2 separate regions of the Zea mays genome follow, and region 1 is linked to region 2. A link is a contact called in public Hi-C data. All regions are on one chromosome and are shown on one strand. Each heading gives the region's core, a stretch centred on a gene start, on an enhancer-like site or on the middle of the called end of the contact. The rest is flanking DNA. Distances are from core to core; before and after follow the strand shown.

What was found. Hi-C and Micro-C count contacts between places; a contact is called where the count stands out from the background.
Region 1: a Hi-C map of tassel shows a contact between it and region 2, with 5 times the contacts expected there. The contact joins the promoter of LOC100285646 here to the promoter of LOC541972 in region 2. A contact is called at or near these places in 14 of 25 Hi-C or Micro-C datasets (bundle sheath, ear, endosperm and 4 more) and 2 of 3 datasets of contacts at active chromatin or transcription factors (leaf and seedling).

Annotation. Positions count from the first base shown.
Region 1 is chr7:7,723,295-7,729,847 of Zm-B73-REFERENCE-NAM-5.0, reverse strand. LOC100285646 (syntaxin 132) reads left to right here and starts at 3,019. Exons shown (of 12, transcript NM_001158537.1): 1 at 3,019-3,136; 2 at 4,316-4,420; 3 at 4,581-4,637; 4 at 4,797-4,845; 5 at 4,956-5,044; 6 at 5,384-5,457; 7 at 5,553-5,595; 8 at 6,233-6,319; 9 at 6,457-6,534. The coding sequence starts at 3,119. LOC103631975 (nipped-B-like protein B) reads right to left here and starts at 687. Exons shown (of 2, transcript XM_008653830.3): 1 at 392-687.
Region 2 is chr7:7,567,534-7,574,482 of Zm-B73-REFERENCE-NAM-5.0, reverse strand. It overlaps LOC541972 (histone deacetylase), which reads left to right and starts at 4,312. Exons shown (of 16, transcript NM_001111625.2): 1 at 4,312-5,236; 2 at 5,352-5,442; 3 at 6,331-6,389; 4 at 6,857-6,932. The coding sequence starts at 4,736.

The DNA.
Region 1 (6,553 bases), core at 1,770-4,269, 160 kb before region 2:
TGAGTATACGAAGAATCCACTCGGAAGGTACAATCTAGGCTAAATCTAGTGGAACATAACGTCAAGCACGAACTGAGCGGTGTCAGTCAGTGACACCAACACGGCCGACCCATATGGCTTGTTAGTCCCTAGTTTTAATCTCAATCCACGTGGATGGGACGAACTTGAGCCCTTGTTCCAGGATTCCATCCAGAAATCGTTCTAGCTTATATAAATTATACAAGCAATCTAGCTAGAGCTAGGAATCGTTCCAGGTCACCGTTCCGATGGAATCGAACAGGCCCTCAGTCGTTTAAATCCCTAACAAGTTGAAACCCTTCCTAATTTATTCTAACGTAACAGGACTGCAGGAGTGGGATGAACAGAGGAGGAGCGTTTCCTGGACTCTCACCTTGCTTGGCGGAGGTGGCGGCGCGTTGCGGGGTGGGCAAGATCCGGGACCGGGAGGCAAGCAGGACGCGTGCTGCCGCGGCTTCGAGAAATGGAAACGGCCTTCGGCCTTCCTCTATACAGTAGAGCGGACAGACAGGTGGAGAAGAGGCGAGCGGAAAGGAGAAGAAGGCCCGCGGCGGAAGGTGTGTGAGAACGTGCGTCGCCGCGTCCGTCGGTCGGGGACGTTTGGCGACGGTGGAGCCGCGTGGCGACTGGCGAGCGATCCGCGGTGTCGCCCGGGCATCTCGGAGTCTCGTGGGCCGTGAGCCGCAATGGCTTTTTATGGCGGTGGGTGGGTGGGTGGGCTCATGACGACGATGAGGCGATCTGCACAGTGGGCTTCGTGGCGACGGGATCTTCTTCTTCTCTTTCTTTCGGCGCAATTTATCTTTGAGAGTTTTCTTAAACTCAATATCTAAATCCTCGTTTCGAAAGACACATTTGAAAAGAGCAAATTCAATTTTAGAGCAAATCCAACACTTGAGCAATTGAGGCATTCTTCATTCTCGTTGTTCGTGTCTGTATCGTTGGATCTTGGGTGCCGTTTGATTCACATATGAACAGATAACGTTAAATCGTGTTTGTTTAAGTCAAACCGTAATCGATACCACACTATAAATGGATACCACCTTATTCAAATTTGTTACCGCCGGTATTTAAGTGTGAATTATTACCATTACCATTTACGTTACATTTTATGAACCAAATGGTACCTTGGTTCTTAGACGGCTAGGAGTCACCAAGGAGCCGCTAAGGTCGTGGTGTACTTTCGACAAGTTTAAGGGTTTTGATTTTGCTTGCACAACAGAAGGAATCAAACTAGTGAAATGAAGGGGATGCAACTAGGGTGAATCCCGAAACGGCTACACATTTTAAAGACACACAAGTTAGACCATCTCATCCACTGGCTGCCTCCATTTTAAAGACACACAACTAATCCGCCAGTGCGCTAATATGGACCACCGGTCCACCGCTATGATTGGGTCGCTCTTCGAAGAGTTTACGAAATGCAAAGTTTAATCAAAGTGTAAACAAAAAGGTATTAATATTTACGACCATAAACGAATATTATCAGATGGGTTGCATCGTATATTTGCATAATAACTAGCAAAGTATCCATATGTTGTTACGTTTTCCATTTATAGTTATAAAGTACTTCACATAAAAACACATGTGTTATGTTGGTTATTTAGATGTGACTGTGGTTGTGGAGCCAACAACTATGATTCAAGCCTCTATTTATATATAATTTTAGTTTTTATCATTTAAATGTGGGGAGACACGACAACGGTAGATCCTTGAAACCGTTGACTAGGTGGTGTAAGCTAACAACCATGGTTGTGGGTTTGTAGCAAATGGAGGAGCCAACAAAACAACCATAGCTCGCAATGGACCGGAGGAGGCCCACGGAGGTTTGTTTTGGCTCATCCACGCTTTAATGTTATCTGTAATTAACAGAATATATATAAGATATATATGGTTTTAAAAAATAGGGAGCCATGGCCCACTTTGCTCTTCCTGTGGCTCCGCCCCTGAGAATGTTAAATCTATACTAAAAATCAGATGAAGTATTTTTTTACAGTGAGGAAGACATGTTTGCGTTGTCCTATAGTTCGGACGGCTTGGCCCCGGTGGGCCATGCACACCAACCCCTGGAACTTATTTGGTAGCAATGATACCGGATGAGATGTGATGGGCTAAAATCATCTTTCTATTTAAAATCCTAGAGTCTAGGATGTCCTAGGGATTACAACTGGATTTTTCGGTCGGTTTTCTAAGATTATGCTTAATTTTTTTTAAAATAAAATATTTATAGAATTCAAGAAAAATGTTGTGAAAGATTAAATATTTTTCTGAGTACTCTTATATTAAACTTTTAGGTTTATTAGAAACTACCAACCATCATTTTCTAGCAAAATAACTGAGAATTTCAATGAAAAAACACCGTTTCTCGCCGATTTTTTTTCCAAATTTGAAAATATGTGCATAGAAACTTTTAAAATGGGTTTTGGGTGGCAAAAGACGTTTTGTCGTTGCTGAGGGTTGGCACATCGCCTGATAAACGCGAAATCATGTGGTTTAAATTTAAATCTTCAACAAAGCGTTGAGGGTACGATGAAATTCGGTTTTCTCGCCGGTTTTTCCGTTCTCGACCAAACCCGGGCCCCCTCCATACTCCAGCTCCAGCGGTCCAGCCTCGCCCTCCTGTTAGTTCGTTCGCACCGGTCTACCTGCGAGACGACCGGCGGGTGGACCCCGCGCGCCACCCGCGGAGTCCGGTGCTGGTGGGCCCGACGTCGCCGCTGTTTTGTCTCCGTTTGAGGCACCTCTCTGGCAGTGGCAAGCCAACCTGACGCGGTGTTCCACTTCCAGCGCAGAGGGCAGAGGTGAACAAGACGAGGCAAACACCCCTGGAAATGGAAAGCAATTTTTAAAAAACTTTCCATGGCACTTGCCAGCCAGCCGCCTACCTGCCGAAAGAGATCCTCGAATGGCCCACCTGCCAGCCTCAGCACCCGCAGCGTTAACCCTCTGCCCACCCAACCTCTTCCCCCCAGCTCAAAGCATCCTCTGCGGCGCAACGGCCACACCTTCCCCGGTCCCGCCTCCGTCTGTCCCGCGGCCTCCGCTCTCCTCGCCGCCCGCCCGCCTGTCCCTCCCTCTCTCTCCCTCCCTCCTCGCCGCCATGAACAACCTCCTCACGGTAAGCGACCCCCCACCCCGGTCTCCTCTTCCCTCCGCCCTGTCCCCCCCCCCCCCCTCCCCGGGCGGACTCCGCCGCTCGCCGGGATCCGCCGCGCGAGCTGGAGATCTGGAGACGGCCTTTCGGCGCCGCCCGCTCCTCCCCCACGGCGACCGCCGGCGGAGCCATAGGTTGGCTCGCGGGACCGGAGGCAGCGGCGGTGGAGTGGTCGGCGGCCGAAGGGATCGCTTGAGCCGCGCGGGTCGGAATGCGGGGCGTGCGGTCGAAGGAACCCGCCCCTGTTTTCTCGGCTACGTGCGGTAGGGTGCCCGCTTGCCTGGTGCTCGCCTCGCCTAGATCTGCGTGGCTTTAGTTCGGGAGCAGCTGCGTTGTGCGGTGGAAGCAAGATGCGCTTGCTCAGCTTCCGGCTGCCTTTTGTTCCGTGCCTCTTCTCTTGCCTTTGCCTTTGGAGTGGACTGTCCTGCTTCAACCACCTCAATGATCATTCGCATTAGCTGCTCGTGTAGCAGTTACCTTGATTGAATATTTGAACAGCGGCAATGATCACCAGTAGTTGCATTGCATTTAGTGCTGCCGTTGGAGTGCTCGGGTTCAGGAGGGTTTGTATTCACTGGAGCTTGATGTGTTTTAAAGCTTGTTCTTTTTTTTTTCTCATCCGCTTTGGCTAGAACATTTTCATGGCCCATCGTAACATCTGTCCAATTGCACTCTTGGAATGGAGAGGGTGTGTCAGCCCTGCTGGGATTTGAATGGTGATGTTTCTCACGCGGGGGCGGGGCGCAGTCCTGTTGTTTGTTGGCACATGCAGTGCGAGGCTTTCCGTTTTGGATTTATAAACTACTCACTCGGTTCTTTTTTCTTTTTTATCTGTGGCGTTTTAGTTTAAAAATAAGGTGTTTTTATGGTGGTGCCCTCGGTTTTGCTGGTGTCCTCATTTTTACTTTTAGTTGTGTTTTTTTTTCTCAGTTTTGTCATTCTATTCTATAGCACTGGAATGACAAAACTGAGAAAAAAACACAACTAAGGATAAAAATGAGTACAACAGCAAAACCGAGGGCACCACCATAAAAAACCCCAAATAACTATCGGGCGACAAATATTCGAGAAATGAGTTAGTATAATTTACTATTCTTATGTGATTGAACTGCGGTACGTATTGTGAACACTACTGTTTCACAGGATTCCTTTGAGCTCCCTCGGCGGGACTCCTCAAGAGACGCAGATATTGAAATGGGAATGCATCAGGCTGATGCTTCAGACAACTTGAAAGATTTCTTGAAGAAGGTGCTGTTTGCATAATTACTCTGCTGCTTGCGTCTCTTCATCTTACCATATTTACGTTATTACATGTACTCTCCTGTTTGCATCGAATTACATTAGTATTGTTAGTCCGACTCCAACATTCCCCTTCTGATTAATGACGTAAAGCTTTGTGATGTAACAGGTCGATGCAATTGAGAGTATAATTGCAAAGCTGTCAAATCTATTGAATAAGCTCCAGGCATGTTCATTCTGCCATTCATTCTTTGTCTTTTTCTTAAGCTAACGACCCTGGAGTTTAGTATTCACAATGGATTTTTTGTTTTTTGATTACCATTTTCCTTGTGAATCTACGTTTGACATGTGCATTGATATCAGAAACCTATTTTTTTGTCTGTAGACTGCAAATGAGGAATCCAAAGCAGTTACAAAAGCAAGTTCCATGAAAGGTAAGTGTTTGTTTATTCTAGCAGACTTAACCATTATCTGAAATATGTATGCATTCTTTTAGAAATTGCCTCTATGCTTATGGTTAGAAGCAACAATTCTTTTTTCACAGCAATTAAGCAGCGGATGGAGAAAGATATTGATGAAGTGGGGAAAATTGCTCGTCAGGCAAAGACAAAAGTTGATGAACTGGAAAGAGATGTATGCTCTTGCTTGACCCTGATAGTTATCAGTATTTGTCTTAGCAATATCTATATAAATCAAATTTGTCCATGCTTATTGCAGAAATTGTATAGATGTGTCATAACTTGGTCAATCGTACTACTGATAATTGCTAGATGAAATTGAGAACCTCATTACCTTACTTTGTTATATGTCATTTTGTAAGATTTTTTGTTCCGAAACAATGCTAAATTCACTGGAACCAAACAGCATTTCTCGAGAACTTATGAAATAGGTATTTATAATTGTTTAAATCAACTGACTTGTGTGCTGCTGTCAACAATTAACCTTGAATTGCTCGCTAACATTTTGGAACAGAACCTATCGAATAGGCAAAAACCTGGATGTGGAAAGGGTTCTGCCGTGGACCGATCAAGAGAGCAAACTACTGGGTAAATTTGCATTTCATATCAGAGCCTTTAGTTATGCTGCTTACTTGCTTACATGCATTTGTTGCTTACTCAATATGTTTTTCCAATTACTACAGAGCAGTGAAAAAGAAATTGAAGGAACGGATGGATGATTTTCAGGTACTGTGTTCCTTTCCATGCATGTCATGCTTATGCTGTTTTGTGATATTATAAGATCTTATTAACATAGGATGATTTTAAAACACAAACTTGTACAAAATTATTTTTTCCCAAACCAGGCCTGGTGTAGTGCTGAGAGCTGTTTCATTGAGTCACCGGGTCGCGGGTTCGAAGCAGTCTCTCCGCATTTGTGGGGGAAAGGCTTGCCTTTGTTTATCCCTTCCCTAAACCCCGCCCATGTGGGAGCCTCGGGCACTGGGTATATGCCCTGCCCTTGCACAAAATTAATTGCTCCTAGGAAGATTTGAATATGGTTTCTAAAGTAGCAGAGAGGAAGTGTTCTACTTTTCCATGCCTAAAGAGATATCCAATTACAAGAATTCTGCATGCCTTACTCGTTGTGAGCAGGGGGATATCTTCATTGATGGTTGCATGTTTTACTCAACTAAAACAAAATAAAAAAAATATGGTCAGCTACAGGTTCAGTTTTCAGTATTAGTTAGATGATGGTATGATTCTAGAAGGGCTTCAAGTTTGTAAATCATTGTGAATATCTGCCGATTGCCGACAAAATTATGGAGAAAATTAAAATATATTGTTTGTATCATGTAAGTTACCCTGTTAATATCTGGTGCAGACCTTGAGAGAAGCAATCAGGCAAGAGTATCGAGAGGTTGTCGAAAGAAGGGTTTTTACTGTAACTGGTAATCGTCCTGATGAAGAGGTGAGTATTGCACCTGTGCACTACCATACTTTTCACCTGCGGTTATGTTTGCACATGTCATTGTGCCGTTGATTTACAGTGAACTTTGATTATGGTTGACTTCACAGTTTCTCATGTGGCTGCCTCTAACCCTGCAGACAATTGATGACTTGATAGAGACCGGAAAAAGTGAGCAAATATTCAAAGATGCTATCCAACATCAGGGAAGAGGCCAGGTATGTGGTCTACCATAGG
Region 2 (6,949 bases), core at 3,063-5,562:
AAACCAAGTATATTCAAGACATACTCAACAAGTTTGGAATGAAGGATGCCAAACACAGCAAGACACCCATGGGAACAAATGGGCATCTCAACCTCGACATGGGAGGTAAATCCGTAGATTAAAAGGTATACCGGTCGATGATAGGATCGTTACTCTATTTATGTGCATCTCGACCGGATATTATGCTTTTTGTATGCATGTGTGCAAGGTTCCAAGCCAATCCTAAGGAAGTTCACCTTAGGGTCGTGAAAAGAATCATTAGATATTTAGTTTATACACCTAAGTTGGACTTTGGTACCCCAAGGGATCCACTTTTGATTTAATAGGATATTCAGATGCTGATTGGACAGGGTGTAAAATTGATAGGAAGAGCACATCAGGGACTTGTCAGTTTCTAGGGAGATCCCTGGTGTCTTGGGCTTCAAAAAAACAAAACTCAGTAGCTCTTTCCACCGTTGAAGCCGAGTACATTGCCGCAGGCCATTGTTGTGCACAATTACTTTGGATGAGGCAAACCCTCAGGGACTATGGCTACAAATTGAGCAAAGTCCCTCTCCTATGTGATAATGAGAGTGCAATCCGCATGACGGATAATCCCGTTGAACACAGCCGCACTAAGCACATAGACATTCAATGTCACTTTTTAAGGGATCGCCAACAAAGGGGGATATCGAGATAGCTTATGTTAGCACCAAAGAACAATTAGCCGATATCTTCACCAAACCATTAGATGAGAAAACCTTTACCAAACTTAGGAATGAGCTAAACATTCTTGATTCTCGGAACTTTGATTGACACTTTGCACACATAGCTCATTTATATACCTTTGATCATATCTCTTTTATGTCTACGATTAATGTGTTTTCAAGAGCATTTCTATGCTAAGTCGTAGATTGAAAGGGAAATGGAGTCTTCGGCGAAGACAAGGCTTCCACTCCACTCTTTCGGTATCATTTACCCTTCGCCATCACTCCACATCACTCTCACTTTGGTATAATCTTTCACTCATATTTACTTGTACCAATGGGGGAGAAAGTAAAAAAGGCTCTCAAAAGACTCCGTTTTTGGCGATTAATGCCAAAGGGGGAAAATATTAAGCCCAAAGCAAAAGGACCGCACCACCACCAATTTAAAAAAAACTTTTCAATTGATATATTTTGGGTATGTTTATGTTCAAGAATTATTTCAAAATTGGTATCTAAATGTATTTGATATAATTTGGTATTTACAAAAATTGGTAAAACCCTCTTGAACACTAAGAGGAGAATTTCATTCACGAGGAGTTTTATTTAGTCAAAGTAAAAGCATTTGAAACAGGGGGAGAAAATTTCAAATCTTGAAAATGCTTCTCGCAATCCTATTCATATACCTTTGACTATTTGCAAAAAAAGACTTTGAAAAGATTTTTTTCAAAAGAATTTGCAAAAACAAAACAAGTGGTGCAAATATGGTCCAAAATGTTAAATAAAAGAAAGCAACCATGCATATCTATTAGAAGTAACAATTGGTTTAATTCCAAGCAACCTTTACATCTACCTTATGCAAACTAGTTCAATTATGCACTTATATATTTGCTTTGGTTTGTGTTGGCATCAATCACCAAAAAGGGGGAGATTGAAAGGGAAATAGGGTTTAACCTTTTCCTATAAATGATTTTGGTGGTTGAATACCCAACACAAATAATTGGACTAACTAGTTTACTCTAGATTATATATTCTACAGGTGCTAAAGGTTCAACACGAACCAATAAAAAGAACAAGTTAGGGTTCAAAAAGAAAAGAGCAAAAGAAACCGAAGAGCACCCTGGTCTGGCGCACCGGACTGTCTGGTGTGCCACTGGACAGTGTTCGGTGCACCAGGGCCGTACAAATGCGAACTCTTCACCTTTGGGTTTCTGAGGCCGCGCTCCGCTATAATTCACCAGACTGTCCGGTGTGCCACCGGAGCAACGGCTAGCCAGCGCAACGGTCGACTCCAACGGTCGCCTACAACGTGAACAGTACGCGCAGAAGGCAGAGCAGCCACCAGAGGCGCATCGGACAGTGCTCAGTACCTGTCCGGTGCGGCATCGGACTGTCCGGTGCCAAATGAAGACAAAGCTCCAACGGTCGAAACCGTCAAAACCCTAACGGTTGGGTGACGTGGCTGGCGCACCGAACTGTCCGGTGCGCCCATCGACAGCAGCCTGCCCCAACGGTTGAATTGGTGGTTGGGGGCTATAAATACCCCCAACCACCTCCACTCCAACCATCCAAGCATTCACTACTCCTCATTCAATACAAGAGCAAAATACAACACTCCAAGACACAAATCAAAGCCTCTGATCCAATCAAAGTCCACAATTCAACTCTAGTATTTTAGGACTTGTGAGAAGATCGTCTTGTGTTCTTTGTTGCTCTTGTTGCTTGGTTGGCTTTCTTCTTTCTCTCATTCTTACTCTCAAAGCCTTGTAAGCGAAGCAAAATACACCAATTGTGTGGTGGTCCTTGCGGGGTCTAAGTGACCCGGGAAATCAAGGAAGAAAGCTCACTCGGTTTAGGTGACCGTTTGAGAGAGGGAAAGGGTTGAAAGAGACCCGGTCTTTGTGACCACCTCAACGGGGACTAGGTTCATTGGAACCGAACCTCGGTAAAAACAAATCACCGTGTCAGCCGCTTTACTTTCTTGGTTGATTTGTTTTCCCCTCTCTCCCGGACTTGGTTTTTATTCTAACGCTAACCCCGACTTTTAGTGTGTTTAAAGTTGTAAATTTCAGTTTCCGCCTATCCACCCCCTCTAGGCGACTTTCAGTTGTTACAGGGTAGGACGTGAGTTTTCTACATGGGGGCCACTGGCAGCAACATCACGCCCATGCGCTAGCGCGGAACAGAAAAGGAGGGAGACTGGAGCAGGAGGTCCCACCGGTTGGTGAGGAGGAACCACAACCCACACGCAGCGGAACGAGCGACTGCAACGGGCCCCCACCAGTAGGTGCGAGCGCGGGAAAGGGAAGATGGGACGTGCGGGCCGAGGGAAGGAGAGTGGCCGAGCGCGCGCGAGGTAGAAATGGGTCGAATTCTGATCTGTTGGGCCATAACGGTGCTTCCTTTTTCTTTTCTATTCTTTTATATTTTCTATTTCAAATTTCAGATATCCAAATCAAAATTCAAATCCCTGTTTGATTTCAATTCTCAAATATGATTCTAATGTAAAGGTAAATCCTCTTTTTATTAGTATTTATTTTCTCCCTATTATTTAACTATGGAAGTAATAAATGGCTTTATTAAGATTTCCTTTCTCATTTTACATTTTATATTTCATTTATAGGTTGAGGTCAAATGTAAGTTATGATTCCTCATTTCACTAAAATGCACCCCAACAAATTCATAAGCATGGAATGCCCATTTCTTTATTTATTCATTGTTACTTGATTAATTTGATACCATTATCTAATTATGAAAATGAAGGGAACTAATAAATCTCAAAAAGGCTTTAAAAATTTCCCAAAACTAACATAATTATATCTATTTATTTATATCATTATTTTTATCTGATCCAAATTTTTGGGCTTTACAACTACATCAACATTTTTTATTTTCTAAGCATGGTTTATCCATTGTTTGATTGCTTTAGGAATCAAACCAATCTTAGAAGTGCATAATTTTCTAAGGAATCAAGGTCAAGCCTCTTCCAACCTCTCATTCCTGCCATTTTATAGGAGATGTTTCCATATTTCTCTCGGTGGGGTTTGTACTTACAAACTCACATTATAAACTTGACCATAGAAGTTTGTAACATGTAGTACACCCTCACCGCATAATTCAAAGACATAGAATACATCTCTACACCTTTGAAGCATCAGTTTCATGCATCACGTGTCACATGCGAAACACGTAGGTTCGTTCCTCTCCTCGTTTCTCGCCTACTAATGTTCTATTACATCATAGAACGTGAGAAATCACCCAAGTTCAACACGACATAAAAGCCACACACACCGCAACATTTCCATATAGTATCACCTTGCTAGCTAAAGGAGAACAAATGACTGAACAAGCTATAAAGAAGTGATTGGAATTATTTTCAACTCATACCTTTATCGACCCTTTGGCTAAGATAAAGTGCAATGTTTGTTCTTTCCAATTTAATATCTAACATGTGTAACACACTTATACTAGTTGAATTATATGATGATATGTCAAAAGATGTTAGAAAGAAAAAAAGAAATGAAGAAAAAGACAGTATTAACTTTTACTTGGGGCCCATTTAAAAGCCCACACGTTTGTTTACCCTAACCTTTTCACTGCTCCACAGAAGGCACACAGGATGACAGGACAGAGCCGCCCGGTCGCCCTTTCTTCATCTCCCATCTTAATTTCCTCGCAGCGCCGGCGCTCATCTTCCGCTTTCTCCCTTACTCGCGCTCAGCACGCAGGCGACGGCGTCGGCGCTCAGGTCGGGCTCTGGGCGACGGCGTCATCGGCTTCTCCTCCCGCCTCTCTCCAGTCGCCTCGCGCCCTCGCCTCCGGTCCTCCGCACACCGGCCGGTGACCCTGCGTGCGTGCCTCTCTCTCTCTCTCCCCCTTCCCGCCTCCGGTGGATCGTCAACGCCGCCCGGCCCGGGTGGCAGCACCGCGCGCGACCTGAGGGGTGAGGGCAGCGGGAGCCAGCAGCCGCTGCTCCACCAAGGCGGTCGCGCCGCTTTTGGAGCGCTTATGCCCCCCGGTCCGCTGAGCGCTTAGTGCAGTTTTTTTGGAACATGAGACCTCCTAGCAGTGGCAAAAAGACTGAGGTCTCCCATAGCGTGGGGAAATGTGGGGTTTCTGATCAAGCTTGTCATGGCAAATGCCAAAGCTGTGGCATTGATGCAAAACCTTTTTGTGCTGGAGTGAACGAAGTCTCCTTGTTGACTGGCAGTCACACTGATGTGGAGGCCTCAAAAGAGAACCGTGGAGCATGCAGTTTGAACAATGATCGTGCTGATGCTCTAGAAGAAGAGGCCAATGTTTCCACAGCTAGGATAGGTCATGTTGAGAGTGCTGACCCTGGTGGCTCTGTGGGTGTAGAAAAGGAAATTTTCATGGCTGTTAATGAGGAGTCTGAGGGGGAGCAAGCTGGGGCAACACTGGAGGATCTGTTTTTCTTTAATGGTGAAGAGGATGATGACAGTGATTGGGAACCTGCTAGTCGCCTTGTTGTGAATAGATGGTTTTGCTTGAACTGCACAATGCCAAATGTGGACAAGATTACATATTGCATGGTGAGATTTTTTTTTATGGTCAGGCAAGCAGTGCAACTTATGAAAAGTTGTAATTCTACGTAGTACATATTATTGTTTTGACTCCTCTTCTTCGGTGTTTGTTCACATATTCTAGAATTGCCGTGAGCTTCCAGGATCTGTTGTAGATGGATATGATGTCTTCAAAAAGCAAATTGCACAAACAGCTTTGTTATCTGCTGACACAGGTGTTGTTTGCATTTGAATTAAAGTTATGCTGTTACTTTTCAATTTTCATCGTTAAATGTCAGATGTTTGTTAAAATTTCAATACTTGTTTCTTATTTGCTTATCAAGGTTGGAACTATACCTAAAATAAAAAAGAAAGACGAACATGCACGAGAAGCTATGTATCGAGTTATAGACTACTACTAGGTTAATTGACCTAGCCGAGTTTCAACCTAGGAAAATTCTCATTAATACAGAATTAAATTAGTAGCTAATTCTGTTATTGACTTATGCTTGGATTGAGACTGGTCCCCACAGGATCCTACTGAAATTGGCAAAATATTAAGAACATGCTGTCACAATCTTTTCAAATAGGCATCCTTTAATCCATGCATGTGATATTCATATCTTTCGAACTTGGACCAGTGAGATCACGGACACAAACAAACAATTACACATTTACACTGCCCCATGTTTCCAAATATGTTGGCACTCTACTTGCTCCAGTTTCCTTCCGGGGCTTTATAAAACCCACCTTTGATTTTGATATGGCTTCTTTTATGATGTGATTTAGTCCGATTAGCGATTAGCACATGTCAATGGAAATTTCTCATTGGCGAGATTTGATAAGGATCCAAAACCATCTGAATATCGAAAGAAAAATAAGAATGGTCTTACACTGAACGGCAAATTTATGTCCACCATCATACAATAGTTTGAAGAATCTGAATCTGTTCCACCGCCTCAAAATAGAATGGTGTTACACTGAATGGCAAGTAAAAAATGTATGTTCACCATCGCACGATAGTTTAAGAATCTGAATGTGTTCCACTGAATCAATTTCTCATGTGCCTATTGCATCCAGTTCTGAATTTCTCGTTTGCTCACACTATTGACTATTCTATGCAGGGTTGCTGCCAGTGTCTACGGCGATTGGTTTTGATGAAAGAATGCTGCTCCACAGTGAGGTAAATAGCAGATGTGGTGCTATAATGTTTGAGTAAAGCTCTTACATCAAGGGTGGTAGCTTGTAGGTTATCTTGTATTGGACTTATACTTTCTTCACTTAGGTGGCCTTTTTGCTTGATTGCATGCTGTGTATGATATACACTTGTTTAATGCCATGTGAAAGAGCAAAGTCAGAACTTACGGGCACAATTTTATACTGTATTTGTTGTGCATTTCACGAAGCTATTCATTTGTGATAGCATAAGTTCTCCATTCTAATAACTTTTAAAATACTCGAGTGTTAAAAATTCTGTTTTGTTTTTCCACTATGCGTCCAAAGGAAGTGATAAAACAATCTGTTTAAACATAAGGTTCTACAGATTCTTTCGCTAGCTGTGTTTTCTAGATTATTTCCATAAATTCCTGACTTTCTGTCTATCAACTTGTGGAAATTATTGTTGAACTGATGTATGGTACTTACTAGCAGCTAGAAGTTAAACCAAATCCACATCCAGAAAGACCGGATCGCCTTCGCGCCATTGCTGCAAGTCTTGCTGCTGCAGGTGCATACTATCTTTTA